Regions from separate parts of the Ovis aries genome. Here region 2 is linked to region 1. The links are chromatin contacts, called in public Hi-C maps. All regions are on one chromosome and are shown on one strand. Each heading gives the region's core, a stretch centred on a gene start, on an enhancer-like site or on the middle of the called end of the contact. The rest is flanking DNA. Distances are from core to core; before and after follow the strand shown. Region 1 has its middle 130 kb from the start of LDLRAD3. Region 2 overlaps LDLRAD3 (low density lipoprotein receptor class A domain containing 3).

Region 1 (3,330 bases), core at 291-2,790:
TCTGGCAATGACCTAAGTATCCATCAACAGAAGACTAGCTAACTATTTTAGAATTCTTCCATGTAGAACAGGGGTCCCCAACCTCCAGGATCTAATGCCTAATGATCTGAGGTGGAGCTGATGTAGAGTGCCCAATAAATATAATGCACTGGAATCATCCCCACACTATCCTCCCAGCCCTGGTTTGTGGAAAAACTGTCTTCCACGAAACCAGTCCCTAGTGGCGACCACTGATGTAGAGGACTACCTTACAGAAAATCGAGGTGGGTTTCTCACCGCCTGCTCAGCTCAGCCAACAATTCTTTTGAAAATCACCGAGACCTCTGTATTTAGACTGGCAATCATAGATTTCCTTCCTGCAATCACAGGATATTCTCTGAGATGCTAATGAGATGAATTCGTTTTAGTGGGAAGAATGGATTCGCATCACTCAAGCCAAACTGAACACTGAAGAGGAAGGGATTAATGGGCTTGGCTGAAGGATGCCCAGGTTCCTAGTGCAATCCCATCTTCTTCCTGTGACCTTCAAGTCACTGGGGTCGCTAGAGCGAAGGAAATGAGTTAAGGACCTGACTTCTGGTCATTGGAAATGCTCCTCAGAGCTCCCTACCATGAGAGGAAGAAAAATTCTTCTCTTTGGCCACTAAAACAGAGAAAGTGAAATGACTTTCCCCGTCCCTTGTGGCTCTGAAATCCCAATCCCTTGGTCTTCTCCCTGGGGTTTACCTATTCCCTGTAGCCAGAAACACTAGCTTGTGGCTTGAGCCAGACACGATTCAGCCACCTGGCCACTTGCCAGCCTTTGCTCCTCCAAGGTAAATCCTCATTCCTGCTGTGTCTCATTTCTACCAGCCAGGAGCACTAATCAACAGCCTCTTCCTCAAAACAAGAGCCATCACTCTTCATCCGAGGTTTTCGTTTGTGTTTTTTCTCTATCCTTGGGTTACCCTGTACATCCTCTCCCTGGACCCCATTTTCCTTGCAGGCAGGCTCCATTTTATCTCAATTTCATGAAGAAGAGGAGAGAGCAGGGAAGCCCCTTTCGGGCAGTCTGTACCTATAAACTCTACCTCCTATTATAATGGCCCCATTAAATATATCCTTGAGCACTCCATTTTGACCTTGACCCATTACAGTTCTTCCTCCTTGCCTTTCAGAGGCAAAGTGAAAAAGCTGGAGAGAAGACCTCTGCCCCCTTTAGAAGTTAAGAGCATGCAACAAACTGAGCTGGAAAGCATATTGAAAAAACAACTGCTATACTAAGCGCCGTTAGCAATGGAGGGACAGGCAGATTCCAGCCTCAAACTGCCCTGAATGGAGAGGATTATCCCTGGCTGCCTCTTAAGAGCTATTGTAAGTAAAGTCTGACCTTTCCTCTAGCTCCCATTTTGACACAGTTTTTGATGAATATCGACACCTACATGTGAAGTGAGATAAGACTGAATCCTTGGCATCTCGAGTCTCCTGTCCCTGTAGCCAGTTTCCTCACTAATGGGAACTGGAGGTTGTGTTTGCCCATGCAGTGCCAGACTAGGCCAGCAGGGGTCTGACATTAGTTGCTTTTAACCCACAGTGACTGACTATCACTATGGCTATGTGCACAGGCAGTGAGGAGCTAAGGAGCCATGGTCTGAGATAGCACAACTCACAGGTACAAATAGTGCATCCATTTCTGTAGCAAGACTACAAACACTTCAGCCCACATGGCATCGATTTTCCTTATCTACAAGGAAGTGCTTGGCTTAATCCTGTTTTCATGTTTACACAGAAAATACATTCTATAAGGGAGTTACCTTAATCCAAGAGCTTGGATCGTCCAGATTTCTGTCTGAAACAGTTTATCAATTACTGTTCTGCCCCTAAAGAAGATGCCACGAGATCCAAAAGTGATGTTAATTTTAAAAAAAAGTCAGTGTCTAAAAAAGCAAAATAAATGTCTTATAGACGCTATGGTAAAGAAGAGCATGAGTTTAGCACTTATGGATCTTTTTTAAGATTGGTGTTTCAAACAATGAGTCTTTACATTTTCCTTGAATATATTTTTATTGTGGCTGATTATTAGGTACAATACTTATTAATTACCTAAGGAAAGTATTGTGCCTTCCAGTTTTCAAAGCCCTTTCACACATTACCTCATCTGGTCCTTCATTGAAAGAAAGAAATTGTTAGTCTCATTTCATAGCCAATGAAATGGAGGCTCAGAAAGGTAAAGAGAGTTGCCTGAAATCACACAGCTAGTGGCGGCAGAGTCGACAAGTTTCCATTCCAATGCAACAATGAAAGTCCATGTATATTAACAGACTTTACCAGGTGCAAACAGTTCTATAATGTAACCCTATTATGGATCATATCAATGCTTTTTTGCATCAATTAACCTAATTTTACTTATTAGTGTCTATTTATATCTTGTTGCTGTGCTGGAGAGTAATAATACTCTAATTTTCTTAAATTATGGAATGCATGCTTTTCATTAAGTTGCACATTCCTTGCCTTCTCATGGTCCTGTTCTACGTTCTACTCTTTGATGAGATGGCAGGAAGTGGGGAGAATCCAGCCTCCCAGGATTCACAAATTCTGTCTTCAACAGGCTGCCTCTGCCAGAGAGAGAAGACATCCTCAAAACAATCTGAAGAGTTAGGTACTGTTATTTTTCCAGATGAGGAAAAAGGCAGAGAGAGACCTTTATGTGCTGGAGCTAAGATTTGTATTCAGGGAGCTGGACCCTGTGGGCCCAACGCAGAAACCTCCACGCGGCACAAGGGGGTCACAGGAAGGACTCTAGAATGTCCCGCGAGACACCGGGAGCTTCTCAGTGCGAAATGAAAAGGGGCATGCAGCTATGCCTTGGATGAGAGATATGTTAAGAGATTTTTTTTTTAATCAGTAAATACAGATTCAAAGGAAGTTTACAACATGATTTTGATGCTAAACATTCTGAGCTGTTCAGGTTCTCTTAGCATCTCACTTCACTTTCTCCTCTCCCTTTTAATTAGAGGTTTAATGACCCCATGCACAGTTAAGAAAAGACCCCTGAAGCCCAGTTACCTGTGACCTCCTCAACCTGAGAATCTACTGTGTGTGGAGAATTTTGCAGTGTCTCTGAAATGGGTGTTTCAGATCGTCTACCTAACGAAGAGTGCAGTAGCAGCCACCTGCCCCTTCCCAGGGCTGGGAATATGCCCCACCTCCTAGCTCCAGGGATAGGGCCTGATTGGTCTAAAGGAAGTCCCTTTGTCAGTGAGTGGTTCAGAATGAGATGTGACCTGCTGGGGCTTCTGGGAGATTTCTCAGAGTCGGAAGAGGGCCATTAGAAGGTTCCAAGGCATTACC
Region 2 (3,263 bases), core at 515-3,014, 240 kb after region 1:
TTTTTGCATTTCTTTTTCTTGGGAATGGTTTTGATCACTGCCTGCTGTACAGTGTTATGAACCTCTGTCCATAGCTCTTCAGGCACTCTTGTCTATCAGATCTAATTCCTTGAATCTATTTGTCACTTCCACTGTATAATCATACGGGATTTGATTTAGGTCATACCTGGATATCCCCAAGGTTATATACCTCCTATTCTTATTATAAAAGAGGAAATGTTTATGTCTATACTACCATGTGTAAAATAGATAGACATTGGGAAATAGCTATATAGCACAGGTGCTCTGTGATGACCTAGAGGGCTGGAAGGAGGAGGGGAAGACTCACTAGAGAGGGGATATATGTGTACATATAGCTGATTCACTTTGTTGTACAGCAGAAACTAACACAGCATTGTAAAGCAGTTACACTCCAATAAAAGAGAGACGTTTAGAAAGAATTTTCTATTTGAATTTCTTGCAAAGCTGTTTCCGCTACCTGCCCTCTTTCTATATTCGTGGTCCAGTTAGCGTGTGGTCCTTTGCTCTCTCTGCTCCCCAGTGTGTATCTCTGAAACAGCCAAGATGGCCTTTTAAGAAATCACACATTGCGATATCTGATCAATAAAACAGTGGAGTCCACCCGAGTAGTCATGTGGAGCTGAACTGCTGGAACAGGCAAAGGGCATTTTGCTCAGGCAATAATGAATCTGCAGAGGCTTGGATTCCCAGGCCTGGGTTTGGCTCACTGGGCTGTTTGTCATGTGCATTTGGACTACAGTAAAAGGCCTGTTTTCTCCTTCCCAGACTTCTTGGAGAATCCAACAATATACTGCTTTTTAAAAGTCTGTTATTTTTATGAGGCTGTTTTTGCTTTCTCACCCCTAGCCACGAAGTCATTTTTGACTTTTAAAAGGAACCATAGTTTGACTTTTTACAGAATGGACCAGGGGACAGAATATAGCAACAACTGCAGATCCATTACTTTCCGTAAAGTTTTTAGCTAGTGGTGGACACATGTGGGTATTTACTTTGGGGCTATGGAGTGTGTGTAATGACTCAAACTTTGTGACTTTTATAATTTGATTTCTTTTCTAATTTATACTGTACTGTAGGATTTATAATTCCCACACCTTTCATGTGAGTGGAATGGCAGCTATCTCATAGCACATTCCTTATGAGAAATAGGGTTTAAAATTTTTTTTTAATTAAAGAAACAGTACTGGGTACGTTTACTGACGTGAGAAGCAAGTTCATTTTGACCCCCTTTCATTTTACACTGTTCTTGGGCTTCCCAGGTGCCTCAGTGGTAAAAAATCTGCATGCCAGTGAAGAAGACGTGGGTTCGATCCCTGGGTCAGGAGAATCCCCTGGAGAAGGGAATGGCAACCCACTCCAGTATTCTCGCCTGGGGAATCCAATGGACAGAGGAGCTTGGTGGCTAAAGTTCATGGGGTCACAAGAGTCGGACACGACTTAGGGAGTAATTAACAACACTGTTCCTGCCCCCTAGCCTTTGCATACGGGGTTCCCTCCATTTGGAACAGCCTTCTCTCCACAGTCCCCCAACACTGAAGGCTCATCCATGGCATAGCTATCACCTGTGTATCCTCATTCTCTGAGGAATGACAGAGTTTGTGAATTACTATTAGTGGAATGCATAACTAAGGCCTTAACTGCCTGAGCATCACATCCGTTTGCACCTGGGCTGTGTGTCTCAGCTGAGGCTGCCTGTCCTTTGAGAAGGCTTTTCCGACATCAGCTTCTTCCCCGTTTGAGATTAGGTGTCCTCTAGCTCCCCCATCAGAGCACTGACGGCACTGCATGCAGAGGCTCATTGACCAGCCTGCTAATCCCCTCATCAGTTAGAGAGCGCTGTGGAATCTCCACACAACTGACTCAGGGCCTGACAGATAGTAGGATGCTCAGAAATATTTTGTTCTTTGCCAAGAGAGAGCAGGAAAAAAAAAAAATGTTGGCCCCTTGAACTCTGTTTTGTATTATGCACAGGGAAAATGTAAATCCTTAAAAAATGGATAGACCTGGTTAAGAGTTTAAGAATTCTAAATGAGCTTGGTTTTGTGTGTGTGTGTGTGTGTGTCTGTGTGAAAACAACTGCTGTTTGAATATGAGCTCACAGCTTTTTAAAAAAGAATGTTTTATTTACTTGGCTGCACCGGGTCCTGCTGCGGCACACAGGATCTTCAGCTGCATCATGCAAACTCTGAGTTGCCGCATGTGGGATCCAGTTTCCTGGCCCGTGAAGCTCTGTGACTCTTTACTGGGCCCCAGATGTTACCCACAGGAAGATGGGAGTCTTTGCTCTAAGAGGGTCACAGCCTGATGACACCAGGACGGGCGTCTCTTGGTTCCCTTCTCTCGTTCTGACACGATCTCCAAATACTGGTCCGCGGGCTGTGGCCTTCCTGCATTTTGGATGCTAATGCAGCTTTTCCTTTAGGGCGATGGTGAGTAGAGGTTATTGCAGATTTGTTTATGTCCTTTCTGGTTTTAAAAAAAAGTTGACAATTTTGTTATTCCTTCATCCACTTTCACCTAGTCTAAAAAAAAAAAAATAATTCTATTTTACTGATCCGTGAAGTCCAGAGCTGTGATAGTCAGGCTCTAAAAGGAAAGGGAGGGCTCAGATCAGTAAATAACCCAGCCCCTTGGGGAGCCCCCAGCTCTGTCTTGCTGCTGGTGAAAGCTGCTGCTTTGGAAAGTTCATGGCGCAGGCCCGTGAAACGTGGTGGATTCAAGTGTTCAGTGGGATGGAGTCGCCGGGCCAGCCTCTGTCAGGCGGTTTTAGGCAGAGAGAGTCTTCTACTTCTGCCAGGGTCTGCTGAGTGTCCTGCTGAAATCTTCCCTTCATGGAAATGGGGGTGAGCTGGGGACAACCAGATTTTGTCCAGGACTCCCCTGAGCCCCCCGGGGGGCCGTGCAAGCAGGGAGCTGTTGTCAGCCTCGGGCTTCTCTCTGAGCCTCTGCCAGACGCTCGGCGGGCTGCTGGTGATCCGCGCTGTGGTTGCCTGAGCAGGCGTCTGCCGGTGCAGATGTAAATCATAACAGGACTTGCTCCCTGACAGAGAAGGTAGCTGAGCATCAGTGACAAGGCAAGGAAGCTCAGTAGTGATTCCTGAAGATGGTGCAGGGCCAGGGCCAAAGAGCTGGTTAATTGAATGGTACCTAATTCACGTACAGTTGTTTTCATTCTCTTTGTTTAGTCCTTTGGAGCTGGCCTGAGCCTTAAAAGTATCTAAGGAGGCAGGAGAACAGGTGTCAGT

Evidence for each region. Hi-C and Micro-C count contacts between places; a contact is called where the count stands out from the background.
Region 2: a Hi-C map of hypothalamus shows a contact between it and region 1, with 7 times the contacts expected there. The contact joins two enhancer-like sites. A contact is called at or near these places in 5 of 16 Hi-C or Micro-C datasets (hypothalamus, liver, mixed tissues and 2 more).

Annotation. Positions count from the first base shown.
Region 1 is chr15:65,127,156-65,130,485 of ARS-UI_Ramb_v3.0, forward strand. No RefSeq gene overlaps it. Among named protein-coding and RNA genes, the nearest start is that of LDLRAD3, 130 kb to the right of the region's middle. Within about 2 kb of position 1,541, at least 12 of the 54 cell types and tissues checked have an H3K27ac peak or open chromatin away from gene starts, as enhancers often do.
Region 2 is chr15:65,370,732-65,373,994 of ARS-UI_Ramb_v3.0, forward strand. The region is part of intron 3 of LDLRAD3 (low density lipoprotein receptor class A domain containing 3); the gene reads left to right. Among named protein-coding and RNA genes, the nearest start is that of LDLRAD3, 120 kb to the left of the region's middle. Within about 2 kb of position 1,765, at least 6 of the 54 cell types and tissues checked have an H3K27ac peak or open chromatin away from gene starts, as enhancers often do.